Regions from separate parts of the Mus musculus genome. Here all the other regions are linked to region 3. A link is a contact called in public HiChIP or PLAC-seq data. All regions are on one chromosome and are shown on one strand. The core of a region is the stretch at or near the end of the contact, and the rest is flanking DNA. Distances in the headings are between cores, read along the strand shown.

Evidence for each region. HiChIP or PLAC-seq counts read pairs in DNA pulled down with a chosen protein or histone mark.
Region 1: a contact with region 3 is called in a FOXA1 HiChIP or PLAC-seq map of pancreatic cancer cells. The contact joins two enhancer-like sites. A contact is called at or near these places in 1 of 484 Hi-C or Micro-C datasets (cerebral cortex) and 2 of 115 datasets of contacts at active chromatin or transcription factors (embryonic stem cells and pancreatic cancer cells).
Region 2: a FOXA1 HiChIP or PLAC-seq map of pancreatic cancer cells shows a contact between it and region 3. The contact joins the promoter of Iars2 here to the enhancer-like site in region 3. A contact is called at or near these places in 5 of 39 promoter capture datasets (cranial neural crest, embryonic stem cells, frontonasal cranial neural crest and 2 more) and 3 of 115 datasets of contacts at active chromatin or transcription factors (astrocytes, pancreatic cancer cells and stem cell-derived neural progenitor cells).

Annotation. Positions count from the first base shown.
Region 1 is chr1:185,228,712-185,231,411 of GRCm38.p6, forward strand. The region is part of intron 2 of Rab3gap2 (RAB3 GTPase activating protein subunit 2); the gene reads left to right. Among named protein-coding and RNA genes, the nearest start is that of Snora36b, 13 kb to the right of the region's middle. Within about 2 kb of position 1,365, at least 132 of the 459 cell types and tissues checked have an H3K27ac peak or open chromatin away from gene starts, as enhancers often do. A contact at or near this core is called in pancreatic cancer cells, where this site is marked.
Region 2 is chr1:185,328,148-185,330,847 of GRCm38.p6, forward strand. Iars2 (isoleucine-tRNA synthetase 2, mitochondrial) reads right to left here and starts at 1,254. Exons shown (of 23, transcript NM_198653.3): 1 at 874-1,254. The coding sequence starts at 1,140. It also overlaps a transcript of Bpnt1 not described here.
Region 3 is chr1:184,910,772-184,913,471 of GRCm38.p6, forward strand. Mark1 (MAP/microtubule affinity regulating kinase 1) reads right to left here. Exons shown (of 18, transcript NM_145515.2): 12 at 1,711-1,864; 13 at 1,225-1,418. Among named protein-coding and RNA genes, the nearest start is that of C130074G19Rik, 29 kb to the left of the region's middle. Within about 2 kb of position 1,265, at least 37 of the 459 cell types and tissues checked have an H3K27ac peak or open chromatin away from gene starts, as enhancers often do. A contact at or near this core is called in pancreatic cancer cells, where this site is marked.

The sequences.
Region 1 (2,700 bases), core at 115-2,614, 320 kb after region 3:
TCTAAATTGTTGGACCCTTAGTATGTTAGCAGACTTTAATCTTAAGACAGTGCAAATGCTCATTAATGTTTTAATCTTTTATTTCACTTGTGGTTGACATTGGACACCTCTTTATGTTTTCCATTTATAAATATTTTGGTGAGTACATGCTTTTTTTTTTTTCTAAAATCTGATAGCAATTTAAAGCCCTTAGCATTTGATTTACTTATAAGATCTATTCTACTTAAACTAGACACTAATTGTTACTATTTACTGGTTGTGTTAGCCTAAGAACTAAATGGCAGTCTCTGGGTTAAATATTATTTGGTACTTTTTTTGACCACAGGGAACCTGGTGGAGCAGAGAGATTTTCTATCTAGTATTACAATCTATCCAGGAAACAGAGACGCATGCTTGCTTGTTAGTTCTGCAGCTCCACTGTTACTACCTCCATGCAGAAAACTGCAGAAAACTCAGGCGTTACATAAAAATGTGAGTGTTTCACTCTCTAAACTAATGGTCATCATTACCAATTGATGGGGCATGTGAGTGGACACTTGCCTGTAAGTAGTGTAGACATAAAGAACAAGAGAATTGGGGTGCATTTGCCTGTTGGGCCCAAGGCCCTGGGCTCAGTCCTTAGCACCAAAAAAGAAAAAAAAAGGGGGGGGGGTCGTAACAAATAATCCTAAATTAGTTGATTATAAAATAAATGTAAAATTTCTGGCTTCCTCAAATTTTAAAAATTGAGATTCAGAATGTAAGCTTTTGTCACTCGTTTTACTTGTAAGAGGGTTTAAAAAAATTTAAACCAAATTAGAGAGAGTTCATGCTTTGCCCCAGTTTGGTTTTGAAAGGACTGTAAGGTCTTTAACTTGAGCAGCTGGGACTCTGATCTTTCCACGCTGTGAGACAGCTGTAGGTTTGACTCAGGGGCTACAGAGCTTTGCCATCTTTGCTCTTTCTGTTTAGTATTTTGAACTGTTCTGTAGAGTTTTGTTTAGAGACAAGCCCCATTACAGCTTCCCCCCACAAGGAAGGAAGGGAATGGAAATTTGAAAAGCATTAGGCATAGCATAAATTAGAAGCAGACTACCAGGAGATGCAGCACGGAGACCTTGCTTTGTGTGACCTCTCTTGCTTTCAGGAGGTATGAGTGAGTAGCTCTGAGTCTGAGTGGCCATCTGCTAGACAGTTCTAGAGCACACCCGTGAGTGTGCCGACAGGCCCTGAGAACACTGGGTGTTGCTGGCCCCTAGAATGTATAAACAGCTTTGAAAGTTAGCCCAGTGAAAAGTACACACTGTGAGGCTGCTGCTGGCTGTGTGGTGGCCATTTCACACAGCAGTGGAGACAACGACAGACAGCAGGCCAGCGATGACTCATCAGCATGGGGCAGCTGCCTACAGCTGAAGGCTGGTCACAGTGCTGTGGGTTTATCATCAGACACACCTTAGAAGAAAGAGTCATTGAACAACCTTGCAGCCTTAAAACCAAAGAAAGGAGAATGATGAGTGATGGAAGCGGCCTGGGTTAGAGACGGTGCCTTCTCCTGGGGCTCTGTGGTGGCTCCCCACTTGGTTCAGGTGAAGACATTCTCCCTGGTCTTAAGGGAAAGCCTCGGTATACAGGCCGCAGTGAAACAGCTTTCTTCCCTCTCCCAATAGTGACGGACGCACTGCCAGTCTTGGAGTCTGGTTTTGTAGGAAACTTGCTGTTTTACTGTGGGGTACTTTGTTTTCTTTCTTTTTAATTTCCCACCTCACTTGGGAAATTAACCACCTTTTCAGTTGGTGGTGTTATTTTAGGATCACTGCCTTCAAGGGGGCAATATTAGTGTCTGTGGCCCCTTATTGTGGATGGGTTTTTCAGAAACTTAATTGGTAGACAAAGGGCCTCAGGTACAAAATGAACCTGCATCTTGCCAGCTACCTACCAAATGTGCACCAAAGCCTTGGGCTTCATGGCTTGTTGTTCTGTACAGCTCACTGCCTGTTGATAAACTGGAAGTACAGCTTCGTGGTAAAGCTAGTAGTAGTTGATCGTGGTCCAGCCTGGGGTGTGGCTTTCTGATTGTTCCTATCCTGGTATATTTTTGTCAGATTGTATCTGCTTTGACTTGAAAGTTCTGACACAGGGACTCCTGCAGACACATCTCTGTTGTTCATGCACGGCTTCTATTTCTACTGCTGCTTGAGCTGGATTCTTAAAGAACCCTTGTTCCTTTCCGTCAGCTGATCACACTTCCAAGAAGGGAAAAGTGAGAGCATGGGGCAGTTACTGAAGGAACTGGGATTACACATAGGGGTGTCACAGGGATTCATTGCTGGGAAGACACCATGACCATGGCAGCTCTTGGAAAGGAAAGCATTTATCCAGGGCTGGCTTATAGTTCAGGAGGTTTAGTCCATTATCGTCATGGTGAGAAGCATGGCAGCAAGCGGGCAGACGTGGTGCTGGAGAGGTAGTTCAGAGTTTTATGTCTGGATCCACAGGAGCAGGACAAGAGAGTGACAATGGGTCTGATTGATCTTCTGACACCTCATAGCCCACCCCCTGTGACACACTTCCTCCAACCAGGTAGCACCTACTCCAGCAAGGCTACCTGTCCAATAATGCCACTCTTTCTGAGTCACTGCAGGCATTATCATTAAAACCGCCACAGAGGAGAAAAGGAAAAAACCTTTTAAAGGTGTGGTTAAAAAAAAATACCTCAAGAAA
Region 2 (2,700 bases), core at 4-2,503, 420 kb after region 3:
AAACGTTTATGTGGCATGGTGGCTCTAAATTCTTAGCAAGTCTCTCAGTATTCACTACCTCAATACAGACCTGCTGAAAAACCTGTCTATTCCCAGTCCACTCTGCCACCCAAAACACACTGGTAATTTATTCTTTCAATTCTTTGGCCTCAATAATTCCCTAAATCCAAAGAATATTCAGGCTAACGCTATTCACTTAAGCAGTATTCCTGATTATCAGAAATATCTTAAATACTCTAGTGTGCAGACACTAACGAATGAATCTCAGACGTTAGCAAATTCAGTATGACATAGGAGACAGATACCGACGACACAGGGGACCCAGAAAAGGGCCGCTACTTTGTCCTTCAAAGAAATCATGATTCCTGTGAAAAACCTAAACATGTGACTAAGGTGGGGTTCAACCTCCCTTCTTTGGTAATACTTTTATAATGTTTTAAGTTTAGTTTTAAGTTTCTCTTTGATTATTCGTGTGTGGTGCACGCGAGCGCGGGTGCCTGCAGACAGAGGTCAGGCATCGGATCTTCTGGAGTTGGAGTTACAGGTGGTTGTGAACTGCCAGACTTGTGTGCTGGAAACGGAACGCGGATCCTCCGCAAGGGTGGCAAGCGCTCTTAGGCGCCGAGCTACCTCTCCAGCCCACTCCTGAAGTTTCATTTACACATGCTCACGCTGGCTACTTTCTGACAAGTGACAAAGGGAAAAGTGTGCAAAGCCGACTCGCTGGGAGCGGAAATCGGAAGGTGCTCGGTGCGGCTCCGGGCTTCACTTTGGAACCCGGCCCGCTGGGCGCTCGCCGGGGAAGCCGCGCGGCCTGCAGGGTTCCCGCAGAGCTGGCCCGCCCCGCCCTGCTCGGGTGGCCGCGTCCGGTACCTGCTGGATCTCCAGCTCCATGTCGGACTGCTGGCGGCCCAGCAGCTTCATCGGGAAGCTGGTCTGCGGCAGCAGCACCGTGTCACGGTATCTGCCGCCTTTCGAGCTGCTCTGGGGGCTGTCCGCCCCGGCCACGGATCGTACCACGAGCCTCCTCGTCATCCCCAGACACCCTAGGCGGCTGGGCAAACGGGCTGGCCCCCAGAAGCTCCCAGCCGCGGCGACCGCCGCCGCCCCGGGCCCGCGAGGGCACAGCCCCCAGTGCATGGTGGACGAGCCGGGCGGAGCCCTCCGCACACGGCCCACGGCAGCCGCCCGGTACCTAAAGGTAGAGACCCTTGAAGAGCTCGGCGGCGAGGAACTGCGCACGCGCTCCGGGGCGGAAGGGGCGGGGCAAGAGCAAGGGCGGGGTTTTCCGGCTTGGAAGTCTGTATCTCTACAGGTCTTTCATGAGGTCTAGTAGGGGTAGAGAGAGGTGTTTACTATCACTCGGCTTTCCCCAATCAGATACATTTAATTAACTTGTCCAGGGTCATAAACAAAAGTAGCAAAGCTAAAGCCGTGCAGTGGTGGTGCAGGGGATTAGTCCCAGCACATGGTGGCAGAGCCAGTCGGGTCTCCAAGTTCGAGGCTAGCCTGGTCTACAGAATGAGCTCCGCAGGACAGCCAGGGCTACACGGGTTTACAACTGTAATTTTGCCATTTTTGTGCCACACTTTAACAAAAATGTATAGAAAGTGACTACAAACAAGATAAAGGAAGGGGGGAAAGGTAAGCACAGGCAATTCATAAAAAAAATATAGCCAATGAATGCAAAACTATGCTCACCTTTGGGAGTCAGGATGACACAGAGCCATCTAATAGATTAGAACAAGCATGAAGTTTGGTAGCAAGTATCGAGAGAGTGGAAACGTGGACTGCCAGAGGTAGTATACAGCCTGTTTTGCCTTCTCATTTCCGTGTGTGTGTGTGTGCATATTTGCATGTGTGGGCATGCATCTATGTGTGCATGTGGAAGTCCTAGGTTGATGGTGGGAATCATCTTCCATGCCTCTTTCACCTCATTCAAGGAGTTAGGGTCTCTCAGAAACAAAGAGCTGGCCCATATGGTTAGTCTTTCTAAGCAGCTGGCTCGGGGGATGCGGGCCTTCCCCCGCACCTGGAATTATACACGGTGTTTAAGCGTTTTTGTGAATTCTCCTGTTTGTACCACCATCTCCCCTGCTCTGTAGTAAATGACAGCATTTACAATACCGTTCTCTGAACTGTAGTTTCCCATTTGAGAACCTGACTGACAGCTGTCATCTCACAGCAGCATGAAGAAAACATTACCACCAAACTCTCCAGAACAACTAGCTGTATTCAATCAACTAGGCTGTTTTCTGGGAAACCCTATGAGAAGATATGTAGCTGGTCTGAGCTACTTTGTGGATTCTTTTCCCATGCTTTATTCTCCCAGTTTCATCCTCTACCTCTAGATAGGAGAAGAACAATGATAGAGGAGAGAAAAAGAGATACAGACCCCAATCTTATTTTCTCTGTGAGCACAACTATGCCACCCTGTCTCCACTCTTTAGCATTTATATACCATCTGAAAAGTTGATTTCAAATATCATACAATCACAGAAATTATCCACAGGTAGCAAAACCACGCCTCTGCTAGGGCAAGAGGCAAATCAGAGTCAGCAGCCGCTGTCATAGTTGGATGGTCTGAAGCAGCCCCATATCCCCGCATCTGGGATTCAAGCAAAAACATTTGTTTGTCTGTTTTTTTAAAAACAAACAAAAACAAAAAAAACAAAACTCCAGAATTCTCCCTACAAAGAT
Region 3 (2,700 bases), core at 15-2,514:
CACCAGAAACCATACCGTTTGAGAGGAAGGTGTGTTGGTGGGTGATGGGTGTGCATGTGTGTGTGTGTGTACATGTGTAGAGATCAGAGGACAATTTTCTCACTCTGGGGTCCCAGATGAAACTCAAGTTTGTCAGGCATGGCGGCAAGCATCCTTATCCACTGAGCCATCTTCCTGGCCCTTGCTAAGTTACTGGATTACTTTTAGCTTCTATATTTTACAGCAACATGTTATCTTCTCTTCTTGTGAGGATACCCTAAGTAGTGCAGTGTTTTAAATAGTCAATGCGTAGCCAAACAGCTGACACATTTTATGCCTAAGAATATAGTTAGCATGTTTAGATATAAAATTCTAGGCCTAAAGTGTTTTTCTCCTTCTCCAACAGTTTCGAAATGCGACTGCATCTTCTAATATGCAAACTGTTGATGAAATATCGGAAAGTAACTTAACTCTGCTCCTTCATGGCCGTCAGCTCTCCTACCGACAAGGCTAACCACTCCTCACCTTGCTTTCTGTCCTCACTCACCTCCAGATTTCACCCACCCTGTCCTCACTCACCTCCAGATTTCACCCACCCTGTCCTCACTCACCTCCAGATTTCACCCACCCTGTTCTCACTCACCCCCTGCCCCCCACACACACTTTTTAATCTTTCTTCTTCCTGCTATCTTACAGGACACTACTGTGGCCTCTCTTCTGGTGCCTGATTTAATTTCTAGAGTGTGGCATTTTAGGAGACCTCACAGGAGGAAAGCTGGCAAATTTTTAATGAGTCTGCCCTTAGACAGCAGTTTACCTGTAAATGTAAGATTAAATTCACCAATTTATATCAAATAAATATCACAAAAGCAGGACAAAAGGAGCAGGGATATAGTGTAGCACTCTGAAGAGAGGCTATGCTTTGCTGAGGAACGGGAGCTGGGAGCAGGCCTCTCGCCTAGACTCCAGCGCTGAGAGGCTGAGGTAGGACTGCTGTTGCTGTGAGTTCCAGGACAGCCTGGGCTATCCAGTGAAACTGCCTTCCAAACAAGGACAATGACAACAACACAGAATTCTCTGCAATGTTTCTTCTATTACATTCACAAGATGTCTGCCTGCCCCCCTTCTCATGGTTTTTAAATTATGATTCACTTTGAACCATTTAAAAAGACAAAAGACAAGATTTTATAAAAAAAACTTCTGACACATGAGTGTAAGTGTTGACACAGGAGAGCTCTGACTCACACTTGGGCTCGCTGTGGACTTTTTCCTGTCTGGCCCCACCAAGGGGCTGGCTGTGACTTCGCTCTTTGATCCCACTGTGGTGCTGCCAAGTCTGCGGGCTGTGTCTTTGCCCCACTCCTCCTTCTGTTCACTCTCCACGCTGTTGGCCTGAGGCCTCTTGGTGTATGAGACGGCAGGGGGGATGGAGGGGCCGGCTGCAATGTGTACAAACAGCAAGGTTAGCTGGGAAAGAACTCATATACTTCCTGCCAATAGAACCCTCCTATGCTAACAACATCCACACTGTGTGCTTTACACTCGCCACTAAGATTAAATCGATTATAGGAGAAATTAAGTTGGTTCAGGTCCCACAGAAGAGACCCTATGATCGGTCAGTCACCCAGCGATGCCCGTCTGAGAAGGCCCCGGGAGAGAGGACATGAGAGCATGCTGGGCAGCGCACACTAGGCAGGGCCAGAATGCCCCCTTCTTAGACTTGCTCCCCACCGTGGTCGCTGAAGCGCCTCTGCTTCTGGTTGGCCGAGATGCTCCGCTGGACCTTCAGGTGAGCAGGCGACTGAAGGGTGCTGTTGTTCAGGTCGCTGCTCGGCCGCGACCGCTGGCACAAGCTCCCACTGGACAGTGACTCACCACCTTCGAACTGTGAGAAGAGAGGTCACAAAACGATTCCATGTTGTATGAGGAACAATCAAAACTAAAAAGAGACTTCAAACATGGCAACTGCACAGCAGACATGTTCCACACACCAGGTTACTTGTCTAACCATTGCCTCAAACACGGGATGCATTAACATGCGTCTCCAGGTGGAAAAACCAAGGTCAAGGACACCATGGGTATTCAGGCAGGATGAAATCTAAAGCCTTACACACACACACACACACACACACACACACACACACACACACACGTGTGTGTGTGTGTGTGTATACATGTACAGGTATGTATGTGCACACAGGGGCTATTAAGCATATTTTACAATTGCAACTAAAATTACACTGTTTTGTTTGCTTTTCCGCACTTACAAAACACACTTTATTCTGTTGGCTCTGATTAGAAAATGACTTCCTTCAGCCCTGACCATGGTAAGCTTACAGACACAAGCTCTCTGCAGTCTGCAGCCGTGTGCTGCTGTGAAGCTCTGAGTGAACCCTGGCACTGCGGTGGGATTCGGGACTGGCACTGTTCACTACAGCAGCAGCGTGCGCAGTGACCCATTAGCAGCTATTGTAAGGCAGGGTCAAGGTTTAACATATTAAACCTTTTCAATGAATGACCCCAAGAGCTGAGTGTTACTATCCACATTTTACAGACAGGAAAACTGAGGCTCAGAGGATGAAGTGCACAGTTAATGGCTCTGGTAGGGGCTGTGAACCTGACCTTTCCAGTCATAGTAGCTTCAACAGTTTACTTCCAATGTAATTCATATTTGATTTTAGTATATGCCTGGACTTTGTATTTGCATTAATAAGAAATTAA